2 separate regions of the Sus scrofa genome follow, and region 1 is linked to region 2. Evidence: chromatin contacts called from public HiChIP or PLAC-seq data. All regions are on one chromosome and are shown on one strand. Each heading gives the region's core, a stretch centred on a gene start, on an enhancer-like site or on the middle of the called end of the contact. The rest is flanking DNA. Distances are from core to core; before and after follow the strand shown.

The links. HiChIP or PLAC-seq counts read pairs in DNA pulled down with a chosen protein or histone mark.
Region 1: an H3K27ac HiChIP or PLAC-seq map of skeletal muscle shows a contact between it and region 2. The contact joins two enhancer-like sites. A contact is called at or near these places in 3 of 47 Hi-C or Micro-C datasets (embryonic fibroblasts, fetal heart ventricle and skeletal muscle) and 1 of 2 datasets of contacts at active chromatin or transcription factors (skeletal muscle).

The regions. Positions count from the first base shown.
Region 1 is chr1:109,156,078-109,160,989 of Sscrofa11.1, forward strand. No RefSeq gene overlaps it. Among named protein-coding and RNA genes, the nearest start is that of MIR190A, 67 kb to the right of the region's middle. Within about 2 kb of position 3,529, at least 13 of the 83 cell types and tissues checked have an H3K27ac peak or open chromatin away from gene starts, as enhancers often do. A contact at or near this core is called in skeletal muscle, where this site is marked.
Region 2 is chr1:108,972,606-108,977,228 of Sscrofa11.1, forward strand. LOC110260973 (a long non-coding RNA gene) reads right to left here. Exons shown (of 4, transcript XR_002344621.1): 3 at 4,596-4,623. Among named protein-coding and RNA genes, the nearest start is that of TPM1, 41 kb to the right of the region's middle. Within about 2 kb of position 1,831, at least 13 of the 83 cell types and tissues checked have an H3K27ac peak or open chromatin away from gene starts, as enhancers often do. A contact at or near this core is called in skeletal muscle, where this site is marked.

The sequences.
Region 1 (4,912 bases), core at 2,279-4,778, 190 kb after region 2:
CAGATGTGGCTCGGATCCCGAGTTGCTGTGGCTGTGGTGTAGGCCGGCAGCTGTAGCTCCAATTTGACCCCTAGCCTGGGAACCTAAAAAGCAAAGGAAAAAAAAAAAAGAAGAATTATTATCTATTGAGCACTTAACACCATCCAGTACTATGCTAAGCACTTTTGTTTTTAACCTTTTAAGGCAGGTATTATTGTCACCACTTGACACGGGAAACAGAGGCTCTGTGACAAGTTGAGGTCCCTTGGTGTGGAGATGTTGATTGAGAGATGAGTCAGACTCAGAATTCAGGGAACACCTGGGTGTCTGAGCTCATGGGGGGCATGGGAGGGAACCACAGGGAAAAGGCAGGTGAACAGTCTGTGGGCTGGAAGGAAGGGGCTCCAGGGCTGGCCAGAGCCCACGGCTTGGTGATAATAAACCCTTTGTGCTGGGATCCAAAGGCAGAGGAAGAGGGGAGGCAGAGGCAGCTTTTGCAGCAATCAATCAGTCAGTCAAGCAAACAACCCACCACCCCAGGGACACGCTGCTGATGACAATGACGGGAAGGGAAGGGTCACATGTGGCTCCAAAGGACACAGGTGCAAGGCAATGTCTCAGCCTGTGTGGAAAGCTCTCCAAAGCAGGACAGTGTCCCTGCAGAGAAGGAGCTGGAAAATCCTGGAGGAGGAAACAGCCAGTGGATGGGATGAAAGAGACAGGTGGGGGACTATTCCTTGGAGAAGAGAGGACAAGGCTTCTACAGCAGTAGCAGGATAAAGGAGGTGAAGAGAGACAGCTCTGTCTGGAGGCCAAGAGAAAACCTTTGCCTTTACAGTGAGAAAAACAGGGTTCCAGTTTTGTCTTCATGAGAAAAAAAGGAGCTGAGAACAGCAAGTTAAGGGCATGAGAGAGGCTTGAGAAAGGCAAAGTTTGGCGTAAGCCTGAGCGGGGTGTCCTAGGAGAGTAAGAGGGGCAAAGAAATCTTGAGGCCCAGGAAGCCAAGCTGGGGAGGCAGGGCAAGAAATCAGGGGTGCCCAGCAAGACAGTCATTTGCAGGTAGGGAGGCAACTGCTACTCAGCACCCCCAGTTTTCCCGTGAGAACCCCAAGTTCTAGGTGCCCCAGGAGCTGTCCCGTCCACCTAAGAGTAATTCTTTCTCCTTGTCCAGCCATGAGAGCCACTGCCCAAGAGCATATGGAGCCCTTCCACTGGCCCCAAAGGTCTCCTTGGGCTTGAGCTTTTGAGCCGTCTCTACCCATCTATCCATCCCATTCCTTCTCTCCGCTGACTGTCACGAAAATATCAGCGGCCAAAGAAGGGCATGGCTGCAACCTCCAGAATGCTTTCTTGGGTTGATATGACATCTCGCTTTTAAAGTGTTTCCCAGTTATTTCACAGGCAGCAGACACTGTGACTCCATCTTCTAGGTGGGAAAGTGGACCGTATCAGGTCCTGCATCCTTTGCTGGCGGCATCAGGCTGTCAGCAGTTGCCTTGATATCAAGGCAAGAAGTGTCTGGGGCTGTGGTCTGTACCTCCCCTCACCTCCTACCCTGCAGGCCACTCCTGCCATTATCCTCACTGTGTGTTGGGGATGGGGGGGATTGGGCAGGGATGGCAAACACTTGAAGCACACATCTCATCTCACCCCACTCTAGCACCAGTAGAAGTCATCAAGAATCCATCCCGTATTTCTCAGCATGGTGCTCCAGGCAGCAACACAAAACAGGTGCAGGTGGAAGTCCAGGTAAATCCTTTTTGTCACCCCATTTGTAGAACAGGCAGCTCCAGCACCCTTCCTTTTATCGCCTGTGAAGAGAGGTGACCGCAAGTCAGGTTGTGAAGGCGTGAGATATGGCTTTGCCTCTCAGCCCCTCTTCCCCTCAGCCCTCCTGGGGGTCTCCTGAGCTGTGTTCTCTCCTCAAGATCACTCTCCCTCTCACCCTCTCTCCTTTGGGTCCCCAGGAGCAAAGGAGATAATAGGGTTATTGATTGGCCATGACTGAGGAGCCATGGGTTCTAATTCCAGCCAAGCCCCCTCAACTGCCTTCATCTCTCTGAGGCTCTTCTTTTCTATAAAGGAGATGAATTATACCCACCTTTGGATCCTTAGCAGTGGATGAGGATCAGGATGGAAGTGAACCCCTGTATGTGTAAGTTTCTAAATTGAAACAATCTTTGCCAGAGTTCCCCTGTGCCACAGTGGGCTAAAGGATCCAGTGTTGCTGCAGCTGTGGTGTTGCTCATAGCTGCAGCTCAGATTCAATCCCTGATTTGGGAACTGCCATATATCATGGGTGTAGCCATTAAAAAAAAGAAACAAACAGTGTTTACCAACCTAAGAAAGTCTTACTTTTAATCACCAGCATCTACCCTCCCAGGTATAAGATTTAGGCACCTTGGAGGCACAACTTTTCAGTATGAAAGGAACAATTCTAATGGTAGAATTGTTAACAATTCTAATGGTAGATTTTGAGGGGGTAAACTGAGACTTGTGGCACTCTCAAATCCCACATCATGCTGCAGCAGAACTCACATTTTTTTATGGTGCTTAATAGTTGGTAAAGAAATAGTTGATAAAGGGCCTAGCACATTCTCTTAAGAGCACTCCATTGCTATACTAGTGGCATCAGCATGGCTATTCCAGTGAGGTTCTGTAACTTTCCTGCCTGGTAGACACTGCAAATTCCTTGCTCCCTGCCACCCTTTTTACAATCAAAGGCTCATGGTGGAGGGTGGCTTGCTGGCCAGGGGAATACAGTGGGTAGAGTTCTATCCAGGCTGAAAACGCCTACATCTGGGATCATTTCGCCCATCTCTGCCCCCAGGCAGGGAGAGAGCAGCTGAGCCAAAAAGAGGGTTATTTTTAATCCCAAAGATGCAGTGTTCAAGAACAAACAGCCCCAGCTCTGGAGGATCCACCAGATGAGTGTGGGCCCGGAGGTGTCAGAATGTGGCTGCTTTTCTTTGCCCCTCCAGAAACCAGAGCCCAGCGGCTCTGTGTATTTTTACACAAGCTGACTTGCTACGGCCTCGCAGTGCCACTACATCCTGCCAGGACAGGGTGGGAGCCCCATGAGTCATGACCTTTAAGTCCAGCTGAGCCCTAACCTGAGACACAGCCCAGGTCCTGGCTGCCCATCTCACACTGCCCCAGGCTTCCAACCTCTCCACCTGCTGCCCACGTCCCCATCCCAGCCCCAAGGGGCTGAAGGCCAGACTATCACTTTTCCTTCTTGGATTTTTGCCCCCCTCTCCCTTCCTGTACTCTCTGTAACAAAAATAATTCACACTATTATTAAATTAATAATTCAAATTGGGATGAATAAAAAGAAAAGGAAAATCCCTATCACCCCCTCCCCCAACTCTCTTCCACTGTGGGTGAGGACCAGCACTTGTTAATACGTGGAGGAATTTTCCCTGACTTTTTTCCTACAAATATTTTTTACACATAAGGTATTTATTTTTTAAATATACAGAATCCCGCCCAAGGCCTGGCTGTGAGGAAGCCAGGACGCCTTCTCATTCAGGAAGAACGCTGATGTCATCTCCCACTGAGGTCCACGGCTCTGTGGTCGGGGTTGTTAGGATGTTACAGGGGAACATTTAGCCCAGTGCCTGGGCCCACAGCAGTGTTCCATACCAGCTACTCTCCTCTCTATCCTCATCTCTCCCCGAAGAAATCATTTTGTCTGTGTCAGGCTTTGTTTGGTTAAGATGGCAGGCTCTGGAGTCAGGAAGCTTGGGTCTAAATCCTTACTCTGCCTCTAAGTAATTGTATGAAGCTGAGCAGGTGGCTTAACTTCTTTGTGTCAAATGTTCCCATTTGAAAACAGGAATGGGATTTCCCATCTTGGCTCAGCGGAAACAAATCTGACTAGTATCCGTGAAGACGCAGGTTCTATCCCTGGCCTCATTCAGTGGGTTAGGGATCTGGCGTTGCCATGAGCTGTGGTGTAGGTCGCAGCTGTGGCTTGGATCCCACATTGCTGTGGCTCTGGCACAGGCTGGCAGCTGTAGCTCCGATTCGACCCCTAGCCTGGGAACCTCCTTATGCTGCGGGTGCAGCCCTAAAAACCAAATAAATAAATAAATAAAATAAAACAAAACAAAACAGGGATGAAGATAGGATATACGTTACAGGCCTGGTATGAGAGTTCAGTGAACTGACACATGTAGAGCCGCTGGAAGAGAAGCTGGCACATAGTAACTGCTCAATAAACATTAGCTCTGGTTCTGCTATAATGATTATCTTCTCAACTCTTGGGAGCACCTCCTGTTTCAGGCCCTAGTTAAGCTTCCTGAATGATTTGTGATAAGTTAATCAACTGATCTCTTTCTTACTTATTCAGAGAGGTGCTCAAGGCAGGTGGGGAATGAGATGGAGAGTAATTTCAAGGGCTTGGATATCAGTTTAACACAACTGCATTATGGAGTCACTGGAGCTCATTAACACATGGGAAAATGTTAAAAGCCATGTGGCTTTCATTGGAACTCTCATGCACACACTATTCCAGCTGTTGATGGCTGATCATGGGTCCAGTCACCATGGTATTCGTGCCACTTTTGTGTCTGAAAGCTTCCATGATAAAAAATTTATTATGTATTATGTATATTCATATACACATCTTAAAAAATCCATACCACTCTAATTACTTTCATGATTTTTCTTCAGTGTTTTAATATACTCTTTTTTTACGATGTTTAAGAATCTTTTTTGTTAGTCAAGGCAATGAAACCATTAGAAATGCCTCCCCCTTGAGACACACTGGCGTTGACAGAAGTGGTCTATTACAGCGTCCTGACTCTGGGCTGGTCATACTCCACTGCACTCATGATGCGCAAAATTCCCAGCTGACAGGTGATGGGGACAAAGAGCAGTCACACTCCGGCATCTGGTGCCAGGCTGCCCCCCTTCCTTTGCCTTCCCT
Region 2 (4,623 bases), core at 581-3,080:
TCAATACTGTGTAAAAACATATATGGGAAAAGAATCTGAAAAGGAATGGACATATGTATAACCAATTTACTTTGCTGTTCACCTGAAACTAACACAACCTTATAAGTCAACTATACTTCACAAAATTTTATTTTTAAAACTGGGAATATGGAGCTCCTATCGTGGCTCAGTGGTTAACAAATCCGACTAGGAACCATGAGGTTGCGAGTTTGATCCCTGGCCTCGCTCAGTGGGTTAAGGATCTGGTGTTGCCGTGAGCTGTGGTGTAGGTTGCAGACGAAGCTGGGATCCTGTGTTGCTGTGGCTCTGACGTAGGCTGGCAGCTATAGCTCCAATTAGATCACTAGCCTCAGAACCTCTGTATGCTGCGTGTGTGGCCCTAGAAAAGACATACATAAATAAATAAATAAATAAATAAATAAATAAATAAATAAATAAATAAAACCTGGGAATAATAGTACCTGTTCATGTGGTTATTGCGAGTACTAAATAAGAGAACCTAAGCTAAGTCCAAGGAACCAGTGGCAGCTTAGGGTTGGCAGTCTGAAAGCAGAGTCTAGGATATGTGTCTTGAAGCTGTTTTCTCATACTTTCTGTAATATAAAGAAATATTGATAGCTGCATCAAAGATGGTGCTTCCTCTGGCATATAGTAGTTCCTCTCACTTCTTTTTAATGACTTAGTTCCATCCATTAATAGTCTGCCTTCGTGGTTCTGCCTGCCGCCCCACCTGGACTAGCTAAGGGAAGACGGTGTGGTGTAATGGGAAATGCCCTGGGTAAGAGGCCAGGGACCCTAGATTTTAATGTGAACCCTGCTGCCCCTTAGCTACAGGATCTTGGGCAAATTGTTTCAACCATCTGGTCTTCAGTTCCATATCTGTAAAATTAGTTCTCTCTTTATGAAATAAAAATAAATATATATACTTGTCTCTGCCCCTGGTTCCTGACAGAACACCTTAAAACCCTTGTACATATGGAGGTTCCTGGACTGAAGGTCAAATCAGAGCTGTAGCTGTGACCTATACCACAGCCAGGGCAACACTGGATCCAAGCCGCATCTGTGACCTACGCTGCAGCTGTGGTGACACGGCATCCTTAACCCACTGAACAAGGCCAGAGATTGAGCCTGCATCCTCATGGACACTGTGAGTTCTTAACCTGATGAGCCACAACGGGAACTCCTGGAGGAACTTTTAAATTGCTCACCAGCAATCCAAAGCATGGCTAGAAGGTTCCCATGTGGCTCACAGCCTATGAATTAGGGCACTAAGGTGAGAAGGAAAAATGGAGCTCCAAGACTCCTGCTGTTGAGACCAACAAAATCCCTACGGCAAGTCCAGGGAAACTAAGAATAGGAGACAGCCAGGGGAAATCACAATTTTCAGACTGGGATCAGCCTTCATCAACTCTCCCAACTGGGAGGGGATGTCTAACTTGAAAATCACCGTGCTGCCAACTGGGCCCAAGTTCACATTCCTTTAAGCCGACAAGCTGCAAAACCGTAAGTTTGTGGAGAGTCCATGTGGGGACATGGGGGCCAAAACGACAACCTCACACTTATTGATAAACTTGAGGGTGGGCTAGGGGACAATGGGAGAAATACCAGTTCTGGAATTCTGTCCTTACCTATTCCTGCCTGCCCCTACTCCTTGCAGAATGGAAACCCTTTAGCTGCAGACAGATGATACCCAGGCATATTGCTGGGAATACCTAGAGTAAATCACTTCCTCCTCCAGCCCTGAGAAAAATCTCTTTCTGGCTAGGAGCATAATTCAAGCTGTCTACATCCAGTGAGCTGAGACTGAGACTAAGTATGGGGGGAGGGGAGAACCAGGGCTGATGGCCTGGGCCCCAAGAATGAGGAGCAGTGAAAAGAGATAAAGAGGCTGTGACTCTCGGGTAAGGAGTGCCTGCTTCAGACAAAGCCGGCTCCAAACCTCACAGAGAGAATATTTGCATTTCTCTAAACCTAAATAACTAAATACAATATACAAAATAGTTAAACCATGATTTTCTTAAGATCTCTACGTACACATAACTTTCTTGGAATCTTTGTGACTTCTAAAATGAGTGTCACTTCCTTACTCGAATTAGATTATATCTAGTAATTTTGGCAAAAATACTGGAACAAGCTGATAGGATCAGTGTAGGAGAACAAACAGTCTCCCTTGAGAGTAGGGAGTCAACAAACTTTCTGTACAGGAACTAAACAGTAAATATTTTAGGCTTTGTGGAACTAGAGTCTCTGTCATGGCCATTCCACTCCATTGTTAGAGCACAAAGAGCTATAGACAACACTTGAATGGATGTGGCTGCGTTTCAGTAGACCTTTATTTATAAACACTGGTGTTAGAATTTTACATAATTTTTTTTTTTTTTTTTTTTTTTTTGCTTTTTAGGGCTGCACTCATGGCATATGCAGGTTCCCAGGCTAGGGGTCGAATTGGAGCTACAGTTGTAGGCCTACACCACAGCCACAGCAGCTTGGGATCCAAGCCACATCTGCAACCTACAGCATAGCTCACAGCAACGCCAGATCCTTAACCCAATGGGTGAGGCCAGGGATCGAACCCACCACCTCATGGGTACTAGTCAGATTTGTTTCCACTGCACCAAGACTTCTATATAATTTTCATATGTTATAAACTATTATTTTTCTTTTGAGTTTTTTCCAACCATTAAAAAAAAATTAAAAGACATTTTTAGCTCTTAGGCTGCACAAAAACAGGCAGTGGCTTGAATATGGCCCACAAGCAATAGTTTGCCTGGTTTATAAAATTCCCAAGGCAAAAAAGCAATAAAGGGAACGTTTTATTTTGGTTACTGTAAGCCTTTCCTATGGCTCTGCTATTATAAAGTAAGACAATGGTGGTGGGGGGTATAGATTAGGAGTTTGGGATTAGCAGATACAAACTACTAAATATAAAATAAACAACAAGGTTCTACTATATAGCACAGGGAACTATACTCAATATCCTGTAATAAACCATAACAGAAAAGAATATGAGAAGAATATATATAATATATATGCAATATACCATATGTATATGTATATGTATATGTATATATATATATATCGGAATCATTTCACAGGACACCAAAAACCAACACAACATTGTAAATAAACTATACTTCAATTAAAAAAAAATTCCACTCAGGAAAAATGAACTACTTAGGGCTGTCTCTGGTGGTAAAAGTACCCCTGGATTCCTATCCTAAACAAAACCAAACCTTCCTGCCTCCTCTTTGATACTTAAAAACCCCTTTAATAGGGGACAAGTCCTGGAGCAAATTAAAAGACACAATAAGGTTAAAAATATAAAAATAAAGCGAGACAAGTGGGGAAGGAAAAGTGAAAGGAACAAATTATCAACACAGGAATTTCAAGAAGAGCAAAGGAAATATTTTGAAAAAGGTCCCGCATTTGCCGCCTTATAAGTAACTACTGACTTTACCTTCAGGGGGAATGACTTTCACTTTTATCAGATTCAATGGACCTTTATTTACCTGTATTATATTCCAGGAACACACTAAGTGCAAAGATGCCGAAACACAGGTCCTGCCCTTTGATAGGGAAGAACTGCAATTCGATAATGACAGATCCTTTCCACTGAGTGACAGGATACAACCAGTCACTGAACAAAACATGTATTGAAACCTATTACACAGCAGGTCCAGGGGTAGATGCCAGACAGTCCAAGATAAATAGATTCTGAAGAAGTTTGTGGTAAGCAACTGCCTTACCTTCCCCACCTTCACTTTGTTTCCTTATTTTCTTGAGGGACAAGCAGAGCCACAGAGGGCTAAGCTGGCTGTCCCAGATGGAACATCAAGGAGGGAAACTAAAGACTGACTGGTCTCTGCCTTGGCAAGGCTGGAAGGGTGAGGAGAGTGAGGCCCCCAGGGTGCAAAAGTCAAGGTAGCTTTCGTGCTCGAGTGCTTATATGACTGGAGAGTGGGCACCTCCTTGAGCTCTGCACCCTAGCATTCCACCTGCTTCACCCTCGCCCTGGCTGGTGCCTTAGCTCCCCCAGGTCCTGCTGTGGGCCCAGGAGGGGTAGAGTCAGCACTTGTGGTTTTGGCCCAATTCCTTGGTGAGGAATTACTTCTTTCTCACCCCCCAGAGCCCAGGCTGGTGTGGGCATCACATGCTCCCTTCTGGATGGTGACTCTTGGGAGGAACAAGTTGGTTTCTCTTTCTCACCACCTACAGTCTCTCTGAACAATGCCAACATCACACCTCAGAGCCCTGTACTCCAAGTGCAGTCCAGGGACCAACAGCAGTGACATTGCCTGAGGCTGGTAAGAAATGCAGAACCTCAGGTCACCTTAGATCGCAGTGGGAAACTGCGTTTTGACCAAGCCCCCAGGTGATTTTCACGTGCCTGAAATTGTGGGAAGCGCTAGCCCACAGCTTCCATCCCCTGCCCTCCCACCACGGGGCTTGGCCCCTGCTGCTGCCCTTGAGCTTCACGGCACAGGGGCCTGGGAAAGGTGCCTCTCCTGGAAACACTCTACCTGCTGAAAAGAAGGAGGCTCAGGGCGGGCCCTGCCCTTCCCAGATGGGCCTCCCTCTTCCTCGGACACACTCACCTGGTGTTTTGTTCATGGTTGACTCTAA